Linked DNA regions of Mus musculus: all the other regions are linked to region 2. A link is a contact called in public Hi-C data. All regions are on one chromosome and are shown on one strand. The core of a region is the stretch at or near the end of the contact, and the rest is flanking DNA. Distances in the headings are between cores, read along the strand shown. Region 1 has its middle 69 kb from the start of Gm30904. Region 2 has its middle 390 kb from the start of Gm30904. Region 3 has its middle 35 kb from the start of Gm30904.

Region 1 (3,678 bases), core at 337-2,836, 320 kb before region 2:
CATTACAGTAATGGCAAAGATTTCCCATTGCTTTTAGGCTTCTATAAGGCAAAGACAGGTAGCACTTGCAAGAGGAAACATGTCCAACTCATGGACAGAAGCTAAAGCTACAAATAAAAGACCTTTAGAAAAACACTCTCAGTGACCCAAACTTTATGTTTTAAAATCAGTAAAAGAGCATGAAGAAAAGACATTAGTGCTTTAGCAAGACTGATATGATCGAGCTCATCCTTTGCATGGAACAAGAAGCTCCTCTCACAGTGAAAGAGAAAAAAAAAGGAAGTTTCTTCCACAAGGGGAATTGTAAGATTTACCAGGCATTTCTTTTCTTTCTTTCTTTCTTTTAAATTAGATATTTTCTTCATTTACATTTCAAACGCTATCCCCTTTCCTAGTTTCCTCTCTGAAAGTCCCCTATACCCTCTTCCTACCCTGCTTCCCAACCCACCTACTCCTGCTTCAAGGTCCTGGCATTCCCCTGTACTGGGACATATAATCTTCGCAAGACCAAGCGACTTTCCTCCCATTAGCAGGCATTTCTGTACAGCAGGTCTCTTACTGAGGCATCTTTCTTCACAATCAGATCCTGAGATTCTCAGACTTGGGAAGAGAGCAGGAAGGTCATAGTACCAACACTAACTTGGACTTTGTCCTCTCTCTCTCTCTCTCTCTCTCTCTCTCTCTCTCTCTCTCTCTCTCTCTCTCTCCCTCTGTGTGTGTGTGTGTTTGTGTGTGTGTGTGTGTGTGTGTGTGTGTGTGTGTGTGTGTGTGTGTGTGTCTTTGCACCATATAAGTGTTCACATGTGTAGCCACATGTATGGAAGTGCGGTGGGTGCATATAGATATATTTATGTGAGTGTGGAAATAAGAGTTTGACACAAGATATCTTCCTCAATAGCACTCCATCTTATTTTTTAAGACAGGGTCTCTCACTGATTCTGGCTAGACTGGGTCCTAGCACTGGGTTTTTACCATCTCACTGCCATGGCCCACTTTTCTGTGGACCTTGAGATGTAACTCAGGTCCTTATGCTTGCACAATGTGAACTACTTTACTGCACTGCCTTCCTCACACTTTAGAGGTTGCCTTTTCTTTTAGAGATTTCAGATTCATATCAAAAGGACTTTTCTTTTGGTGTATGGCAACAAAACTGGGGTCAGACATCTGGGTCACAATCACTAACCATGTCCTATTGTAATCAGTCCCATACTGTCACATGTCAGGTGAATATGGTGTGTGCAGAATATGGGAAATGTTGGGCCAGGAAGGAGCCTGCACTAAGTATCTTCTCTGACAATCTTCTATTACTGAACAATGGATACAGAAGTTGTCTTAAATGTCAGCTGTGAGCTTAGATCTTCAGGCTTTAGAAATGACCATGAGGTTGTTGTAACTGGGCCAAGACTGGTGTGACCACTTGAAGCATGCTAATACCTCTCTTTGTCTTCAACCAACAGACAGTGGAGCTGGTACTTATTCAAGAAAGTGTTATGTGAGGAACAAAGTCTTTTTTACTGTCCTTGTGAGTGAGTCATTGAAAAGAAGTTTTGTGTAATGAGTCAGGCAAGACTAAGAGGTGATGCATCTCTTCATAATTCCCCAACTCTTTTAAAAATATGTCATTTTCTTTACTGATGCTGCACATAAGCAGGTAACCAGAATGTATTAATATATGTGGAGGGGAGGAAGAAAGTTGCAAATGGATGTCTGCGATGGTGAGTCATGGTGTGGCTAATACAGGGTATATTATGTTCTTTTCCTCTTTAGATGGACACTAATGGCAGAAGAACCATCTGCCTCTTTGATGCTAACTGTCCTAAATCTAAAAGGAGCTGTTTATTTAAAATAAAGACCATCATCCTGAGATCATAATAATCAGAGTGTGGGATGGCTGGATCCTAGGCAAGAAACATAAAAAGATCTCTATAACATTCAGAGATGTACATGACATCTGTGCTTTTTTTTTTTTTTTTTTTTTTTGCAGATTTAAATTATATAGTCAGACTTGGCTTCAAATTCCAGCTCCAAAACTAGGTACAATGTGGTCTTAAAAATTACATAACTGTTCTAACTTTGATTTTACCATCAGCAAAGTGATTCTGCTAGTGTCCCCTCAGTACTGTGGGGTAAAGTGCACTGGAGTGGCCAGCAATAGTCTAGTAGACAGTCAATGAATTTCCTGCCATGTCAGTAAAATTTTCAACATTATTAAGCTAACCACAATGTATTCACTGAAGGATGTGTGAGTATATAATCCCTTTTTTAAAAATCCTCATCCTGAGAAGGATGAAACATTTGAATGTGTTTTACTTCCTGAACTCCATGAAAACTAGAGAGCTAACATATTTTAGATAGTCTATTCAGCCTGAGCCTTTATCTTAATTTGACTATTACTAGTATTACTAGCTGCATTGCTTCAGAGAAAGTGCTAGATTTTTTTTCCATTTTTAATTAGGTATTTAGCTCATTTACATTTCCAATGCTATACCAAAAGTCCCCCATACCCACCCACCCCCACTCCCCTACCCACCCACTCCCCCTTTTTGGCCCTGGCATTCCCCTGTACTGGGGCATATAAAGTTTGCGTGTCCAATGGGCCTCTCTTTCCAGTGATGGCCGACTAGGCCATCTTTTGATACATATGCAGCTAGAGTCAAGAGCTCCGGGGTACTGGTTAGTTCATAATGTTGTTCCACCTATAGGGTTGCAGATCCCTTTAGATCCTTGGCTACTTTCTCTAGCTCCTCCATTGGAAACCCTGTGATCCATCCATTAGCTGACTGTGAGCATCCACTTCTGTGTTTGCTAGGCCCCGGCATAGTCTCACAAGAGACAGCTACATCTGGGTCCTTTCGATAATATCTTGCTAGTATATGCAATGGTATCAGCATTTGGATGCTGATTATGGGATGGATCCCTGGATATGGCAGTCTCTACATGGTCCATCCTTTCATCTCAGCTCCAAACTTTGTCTTTGTAACTCCTTCCATGGGTGTTTTGTTCCCAATTCTAAGGAGGGGCATAGTGTCCACACTTCAGTCTTCATTTTTCTTGAGTTTCATGTGTTTAGGAAATTGTATCTTATATCTTGGGTATCCTAGGTTTGGGGCTAATATCCACTTATCAGTGAGTACATATTGTGTGAGTTCCTTTGTGAATGTGTTACCTCACTCAGGATGATGCCCTCCAGGTCCATCCATTTGGCTAGGAATTTCATAAATTCATTCTTTTTAATAGCTGAGTAGTACTCCATTGTGTAGATGTACCACATTTTCTGTATCCATTCCTCTGTTGAGGGGCATCTGGGTTCTTTCCAGCTTCTGGCTATTATAAATAAGGCTGCTATGAACATAGTGGAGCATGTGTCCTTCTTACCAGTTGGGGCATCTTCTGGATATATGCCCAGGAGAGGTATAGCTGGATCCTCCAGTAGTACTATGTCCAATTTTCTGAGGAATTGCCAGACTGATTTCCAGAGTGGTTGTACAAGCCTGCAATCCCACCAACAATGGAGGAGTGTTCCTCTTTCTCCACATCCACGCCATCATCTGCTGTCACCTGAATTTTTGATCTTAGCCATTCTGACTGGTGTGAGGTGGAATCTCAGGGTTGTTTTGATTTGCATTTCCCTGATGATTAAGGATGTTGAACATTTTTTCAGGTGCTTCTCTGCCATTC
Region 2 (3,784 bases), core at 1,136-3,635:
GGCACCTGTTGACTAATATAAGAGTAACTCACCAATGGTTATGTCTCTAAAGACTAACTTCCTCTGCCTCGGTGCTCTGAATGCTATTAGCTACAAGCACCTATCTATCTGTGATTCAATACTCAATGCTTACTCTTTTGCAGACGCTGTGTAGACAAGCACAAACTGCTGTAAGTTCAAGAGTTCAAGGGTATGAACAAAGGATATAAACTGGTTTGACCAAAACCAAACCAAAACTAAACAAAACAAAACGATGAGTAGGAAGGATTTCTTGTAGCACAATGACAAGCATATTATAATAGTAAATATATAGGTTTGCTAAATCCAAGTGTAATATGTTTCATGCTGAAGATCACTTTTTTATATAAATAATTAATTCTCAAATAAAAAAAACAGAATATCCAAGGCCTGTATGACAGCTATAAGAGGTATACATACTGCATAATCTCAACTGATGTTCTCAATGAAACAAAATTTGGAGACAGGGAAAAGATAAAAGATGAGTGTGTTCAAGGCCTTGAAGTGGAGGATTGACAGAGCTCAGAGGATAGGTAGATAGATGATAGATAGATAGATAGATAGATAGATAGATAGATAGATAGATAGATAGATAATAGGTAGATAGATGCATAGATATATAGATGATAGATACATACATACATACATATATTCATATAGATAGATACATAGATACATAGGTAAACACATAGATAGATTCATAGATACATAAATAGATACATAAATAGATGAATAAATAATCTAGTCAAGACAGGGACTTTGAAAATAACCATTATCAGTCAGAAGCAAGAAGCAGCCCATCTCCTAAATGATTTTAAAGCCTCAGCTCTTGAGGGAGATGTTAAGCATCCAGTTATAGCCGAAGAGGCCATAGAAAATGAACCTATCCCTCCTGACCCATCTTCTACCTATCCTTACCTCCTTTTCTCCTGGAAAACAAAACCAACACTTGTTTTCTGATAACTTTCATTATTTTTCTGGAATGTTCATTCCAGCAGTGATTCAGTATAATGAACATGGTCCACCCTTCTTAAAATAAATGATAGGATTACACTTGACACGACATCATTTCCATGTAATTTGTCCCTATTTTCGGTAACACTTTCAAACATTGGTAACCACATCTATAATGCATAGGTGCTTCCTAGCTGTGTGCACATGAACTCTTTACTTCATAAAAAGACACATACTAGTTAGCCACCATGGGTACAATTATGTAGAAGTCATCTTCCACAGACCATTTTCAGTGAATTAAAAACAACCCCATTTAAAACAATCTCCTGAGAGCTTATAAAATTCTCTCCATCTCTGAGAAACTTGAAAAGTAACAAGCAATTCATTGCCCTTCTCTGAGGGGGTCACTAAGCAAACGATCACAGAGGCTCAGGGGTCTGCCTTCTGATCTGGTTAAAGAGCTTCAATCAAGGAGACCCTGTCACAGAAGCAGAACCAGAAGCTAGAAATGTGACTGCTGAGAGGTTTCCCTGACAGCACACAGGAGAGAGAACATTTTTACTGAAATTTCAAAGGTTAGAAAATGGATTTTGAAGCCAAAGACATAGTGTATGCAAAAGTTTCTTTTTTTAACTCTATGCTGAACAAGTCAGTACATGTTGGAGCGATGCAACAATCACTGTTGTCACACACTTCAGAGGCCAAATCATGTTTCTTATAAAGCAGCATAATAGTCATCTTTGCTAGCATTGAGAGAGAGAGAGAGAGAGACAGAGACAGAGACAGAGAGAGAGACAGAGAGACAGAGACAGAGAGAGACACAGAGAGAGAGAGAGACAGAGAAAGAGAGAGAGACAGAAAGAGAGAGAGAGATTAAATTTGAATGTCTAACATAATTTTTACAAAAAGAAACTCTTTTCATGGGATATGTTTTAGTTGATAAGTGAACCTTAATTTGTACTTTATTGATTTTCTTTGAGACAGAGTCCCATGTATCCCAGGTTTTCTTCAAGTCTACTATATAGTTAAACTTGATTTTAAAGGTCTGCTCCCTCGGTCTTCACCTCCCAGGTGCTGGCATTATAGGCACATCTACCACACCCAATGCTGGATACCAAAATAGTGGCTTCCTGTGCACTAGGCAAACATTCTCCCTACTAGGCAATATGCCTATCCATTTATTTCATATTTCTATGTCCTGAAACTTCATCGTGTGTATATGTGTGTGTGTGTGTGTGTGTGTGTGTGTGTGTGAAATAGGATTACATTACCAAGTTTCAAAAGTAATCCATTGTGACATTCCCTTGCTTGTTTTTCGTATTTTGAGAGTAAAAAGCCACTTCTAGAGGCACTGCATTTGCATTCTCTATGAGATGGTATTTTATAGATATGAAGAAAGTCTTCCAAAAATGTTAAGGGAAAAGATGACTCTCATCTTGTGACGTTCTTGGCATTTGCTTGTGAGATTTCTTGATGGCCCTGTACCATCAGAGACAGCTGCTTTGGTAAAAACTTAAGAAGAATGTCTTTATTCTCAGTAACAGAAAGAGACCATCAAAAGTTAAGATGAAAATGTGGTTTTGCTGCAGTCTGGCAAACTGCAAACTTTGTGAGCATAAAAATATTTGGTGTTCAGGTCCACCTGTGCAAAACATGGATGTCCATTAAACATTTCCCCAACAACTATAATGAACAAAAAAAATTATCATACTCAGAAAAGTAAAGGGAGCACATATACATGGGTTAATTCTCTGTTATACTTTTTAAATAAGCATATTGCTTCTGCCAGAGTGACAGTAGTTATAAGAGGGCATCATCTGCCAACTAGTAGAGATCATAATTCTGTCTCCCCCCTATATTAGTTAATCATTTTACAAAACCTGGAGATTTTTATAGTCACTATATGAGAAATATTTTAAGCTGACATTCTTTAAGTGGCAAGTTGTTTCCTTAATATGAGTTTTGCTCCCTGCTCCAAAAATGTTTTAAGAAAATATGATTTTATCATCATTTTATTTTGCTTAATGTGAATGATTTCAATGCAATTGAATTGAAAGCCTTGTCTTCTTGTACTGCTTTGCTTTGAGGAATTCCAGTGAACTTTGCTGCCATCTTTGTATGGTAAGTTTCTGCATAATCTCTATTTGAATTTACCGTACATAAAGGCAATGAGCTAACAGGTTATTGCAGAAAGCCATGAATAGATTGTTACTACATAATACATTTCTGTCATGAACACTAAGTTCGTATATTTTTCTGTTTGTCCATGTATGAATGTTTTCTTTAAGGTTCCGAGAAAAGACAGGGTGTCCTGTGCCTCCTACAAATTCTCTCATTCATCACTAGTCTTATTGAAACCAGAGCAGAGAGGCAAGCTGGAGGGCTGACAGGATACTGAATGGAAGACACCCTAAATGAAAAAAATCTCATTGTGGAAGCTGTAGTATGCCACAGTGTGTCCCATAGTAAATCCTGTTCAAACTTCTTGGCTTGCTAATGTTCACTGTTATTAAGTCTTGGCCTAGTTTGAGGATCTTTACTAGGACTGCTCTTGGATATCCTGTTGTTGCCCTGTGTCCTAGAGATCCTGAATTTCTTGATGTGCAGGACTGTCCCCTTCACCCACTCCAGCAGTTCATAGATGGCATAGATGTTGGATTGAGGCGACTCAGAGCTCCAGATCTGGGCCTAGGTAGAATCTGAGCTGGTTAGCTGCCATCTCTCCAGTATCACATCACCAGGGCAGGCTCTCTAGCACTGCTCCAGCTTGCTTGCCCACTGCCAAATAGTCAGAGCCCAGTGATCAGAGCCA
Region 3 (3,400 bases), core at 785-3,284, 430 kb before region 2:
TTTTAAGCACGTTCTTTGAGCAACTTGACAAATGTTTTTTACTCTAGAAGAATTTATACAGAAAAATTATAAAATTATTATTGTTTATATAAGTGTGTTTACCTATAACATATGTGATATATTGTCTAAATACATGTTTTGGAGCCGATTCAAACAAAAGGCGACAATGTCACAAGAAAAAGTAGACAATATTGCAAGAAGGTTAAAAAAGAAAGAAGCCATCTTTGGGGCTGTAGAAATGGCTTAGAGGTTAAAAAAACTAGCTGCACTTGTAGAGGACCCATGTTGGTTCTTAGTACAAAGTGATGAGCTAACAATAATTTCTAAGCTCAGATCCAAAAGATTTGATGTTCTTTACTAGACTCTGTTCTTTAAAGACTCTGTTCTTTACCCCCCCCCCCCACACACACACACAAACGCAGTGCACATGTATACATACAAGCAAAATACTCATACACATAGAAAATGAAAATGAATACTGACAAAAAGGAAGGAGTGAAATCTTGGGAGCCATGCATTTCTTGGTTACATTTCAAGTTTATGTCTCAGCTATAAGAGGAGAGGGAGAGAGAGATGACACAGTGATTATCGGAACATACTGTTCTTGCAAAGGACCCTAGTTCAGTTCTCAGCACTCATATATGGTATCCAGACCCACCTGTAACTTCAACTCCACAGATTTTGATGCTAAAGTAGATAGAAAATATTTAATTCAGTTAGGTGACTGTGGGAATAATTTGAATAAGAAATTGAGTAAATTAATTCATTTTCAGTGTGGTTACAAATATTTGTTTTAGAATAAAATTTTATTCCAAATTGTCTCTCATACAATGTCTTTTCTATCTCTCCCTTACCCTCTCTAGTGCTCTCTCTCTGTCTCTGTCTCTGTCTCTCTGTCTCTCTCTCTCTGTGTATGTAAGTGTATTCACATTTCTTTAGAAATGTCATGTTATAGATTTCATTTTAAATATTGTCTACAGTGAAAAAAATAAAATCATACTTAACTCTAAGTCCTAGAAAAAAAGCCCTACATTTATATACAAGAAAACCTTTTATATACAAGTAGTACATCTAAGACTCAACAACCCATCTGTTACTAGGAAACTTGTTGACTTGTCATCCAATGCAGAATAGTAACATAATATAGTTGGAATGTAGTTCTGCCTAACATGATGTCTATGTAACTTCTACCACTATTGAATGGAAGATTCCAAAGTAGGGTGATGATGCAGGTATCAGATAAGGAACAGGTTGGTTCTCTTTCTATGGTTCTAATCTCTCCAACAAAGCCAGCTGATACTTCAGTTTGAGCCACTACTTTCCCTGAAGTTTCCCATACAACACTATAAACCTTTCAGAGTTGCTTTGTTATGTTAGAAGAGGCCAGAATAAAAGAAGCCTCAGCCCCTTCTTCTTATATACATTTCCTTTCCCTTTAAAAACCAGTTGCCCTTTTTGTACTTTATTTCAAAATGTTTCCCCAGTTTAACATTTCCTGGTAACAGATGGGTTCTTGAGTCTTAGATGTACTACTTGTATATAAAGGGTTTTCTTGTATATAAATGTAGGGCTTTTTTCTAGGACTTACAGTTAAATATGATTTTATTTTTTCACTGTAGACAATATTTAAAATGAAATCTATAACATGACATTTCTAAAGAAATGTGAATACATTTACATACACATAATTGTACTGAAACATCAGTACAATTGAAAATCTATGACCAGATAAACAGAAATTTATCCAATCTGTGATTGTTCCCCATAACTCTGATTCTTTATTGCATAAGGATCAAGTTGTATGTATGAAATATAACTAAAATTGTAATTGAGTAAATCACATCTAACAATAAACAGAATAACAGAATTATAAGCAATAAGATGCATTTTGAAGGGGAAAAAGGAAAGAAAAACCTAGCCTGCTAATGTTCAGTATCATCTTAGCATTGTATCTAGGAGAGTATTGGTCATAGAAGGAAGGGCCTATGGTGTTGCAGAAGATGCACAGTCATTACCTGGGTGATGATGGACCATAGAGGGAGCTGTTGCTCAAGGCATGGCAACCCATTTAGCATTACAGTGAAATTTTCACTGAAACAGAGTACTTTTAAAGCCTCACTTCTAAAACCTAAATTTATAGCTGAAATGTGAAGTAAAATGTCAGCGAGGTTGGTATTTTTGGAAGGAAATTATAATAAAAATTATCTCTCACCTTTTTGCTGAGAAATTTTTTCATGGGAAAAAATGTCTTTTATTATTCCAAACAAAAATATCTTTAAGAAGATGGAAATAATTCTGCATTGTTTTTGCCTGACATTGTACCCACTTTCATACTGATGGGATTTATTGGAAAGAACATAATCTTTAAATTTGAATTACATATACCTGTAGCAACTATATAAATTATCTTCAAAGCACCGACTTTTAAAATCATTTCATGGTATTTGGAAATCATAAATTTATGAATTAAGTGATAGTTGGCAGAGAAAAAACATGTTGCAGTAGGTCAAAATCATGGTGATTTATGGTTCTATAATCATCATAAAAATTCATTACACATATAAGACAAAGAAACATTTGGCTGGTGACAGAAACTGAAGACAAACAGCTTTCTGAAGTAATTGAACGTATAATCTGAATGTGTGCCACCTGGTTAGTTGAGAATTAGCCAACATGAATAATAACACTTCTTAAGAATGTACCCCATCAATTAGTATTAAAATGTGAGCTGCCACATGGATTGACACATTATGTGACAAAACTTAAAATAGCTTGTAAACTAGTATTCTCATGAAAGTCCTCGCCAGTGCCCCGAGGTAAACATAAATTCTATGATTGTGGACAACAGCTAAGACATCATTATTAATAGTCTTGTATTTTCTGTTGCAATTCAGAGGAGCATCTGAGAAGTGCACACAAAGCTTCCAGAAGACATAAACTTCAACTGCGTATGCCCTAGTGTCTTGATAGTTGAGGAACTTTGGAAGCATCATTTTTTTATTTTGTTTATTTTTTATTAGGTATTTATTTCATTTACATTTCCAATGCTATCCCAAAAGTCCCCTACCCACTCACTCCCACTTCTTGGCCCTGGCGTTCCCCTGTACTGAGGCAGATAAAGTTTGCATGACCAATGGGCCTCTTTCCACTGATGGCCAACTAGGCCATCTTTTGATACATATGCAGCTAGAGACACAAGCTCTGGGGGGGTACTGGCTAGTTCATATTGTTGTTCCACCTATAGGGTTGCAGACCCCTTTAGCTCCTTGGGTACTTTCTCTAGCTCCTCCATTGGGGGCCCTGTGATCCAGCCAATAGCTGACTGTGAGCATCCACTTCTGTGTTTGCTAGGCCCCGGCTTAGTCTCACAAGAGACAACTATATCTGGGTCCTTTCAGCA

What was found. Hi-C and Micro-C count contacts between places; a contact is called where the count stands out from the background.
Region 1: a contact with region 2 is called in a Hi-C map of cortical neurons, with 4 times the contacts expected there. The contact joins two enhancer-like sites. A contact is called at or near these places in 4 of 484 Hi-C or Micro-C datasets (cerebral cortex, colorectal tumor organoids and cortical neurons).
Region 3: a contact with region 2 is called in a Hi-C map of cortical neurons. The contact joins two enhancer-like sites. A contact is called at or near these places in 4 of 484 Hi-C or Micro-C datasets (cerebral cortex, cortical neurons and forebrain).

What each region holds. Positions count from the first base shown.
Region 1 is chr2:8,274,374-8,278,051 of GRCm38.p6, reverse strand. No RefSeq gene overlaps it. Among named protein-coding and RNA genes, the nearest start is that of Gm30904, 69 kb to the left of the region's middle. Within about 2 kb of position 1,586, at least 10 of the 459 cell types and tissues checked have an H3K27ac peak or open chromatin away from gene starts, as enhancers often do. A contact at or near this core is called in cortical neurons, where this site is marked.
Region 2 is chr2:7,953,057-7,956,840 of GRCm38.p6, reverse strand. No RefSeq gene overlaps it. Among named protein-coding and RNA genes, the nearest start is that of Gm30904, 390 kb to the left of the region's middle. Within about 2 kb of position 2,385, at least 4 of the 459 cell types and tissues checked have an H3K27ac peak or open chromatin away from gene starts, as enhancers often do. A contact at or near this core is called in cortical neurons, where this site is marked.
Region 3 is chr2:8,379,080-8,382,479 of GRCm38.p6, reverse strand. No RefSeq gene overlaps it. Among named protein-coding and RNA genes, the nearest start is that of Gm30904, 35 kb to the right of the region's middle. Within about 2 kb of position 2,034, at least 8 of the 459 cell types and tissues checked have an H3K27ac peak or open chromatin away from gene starts, as enhancers often do. A contact at or near this core is called in cortical neurons, where this site is marked.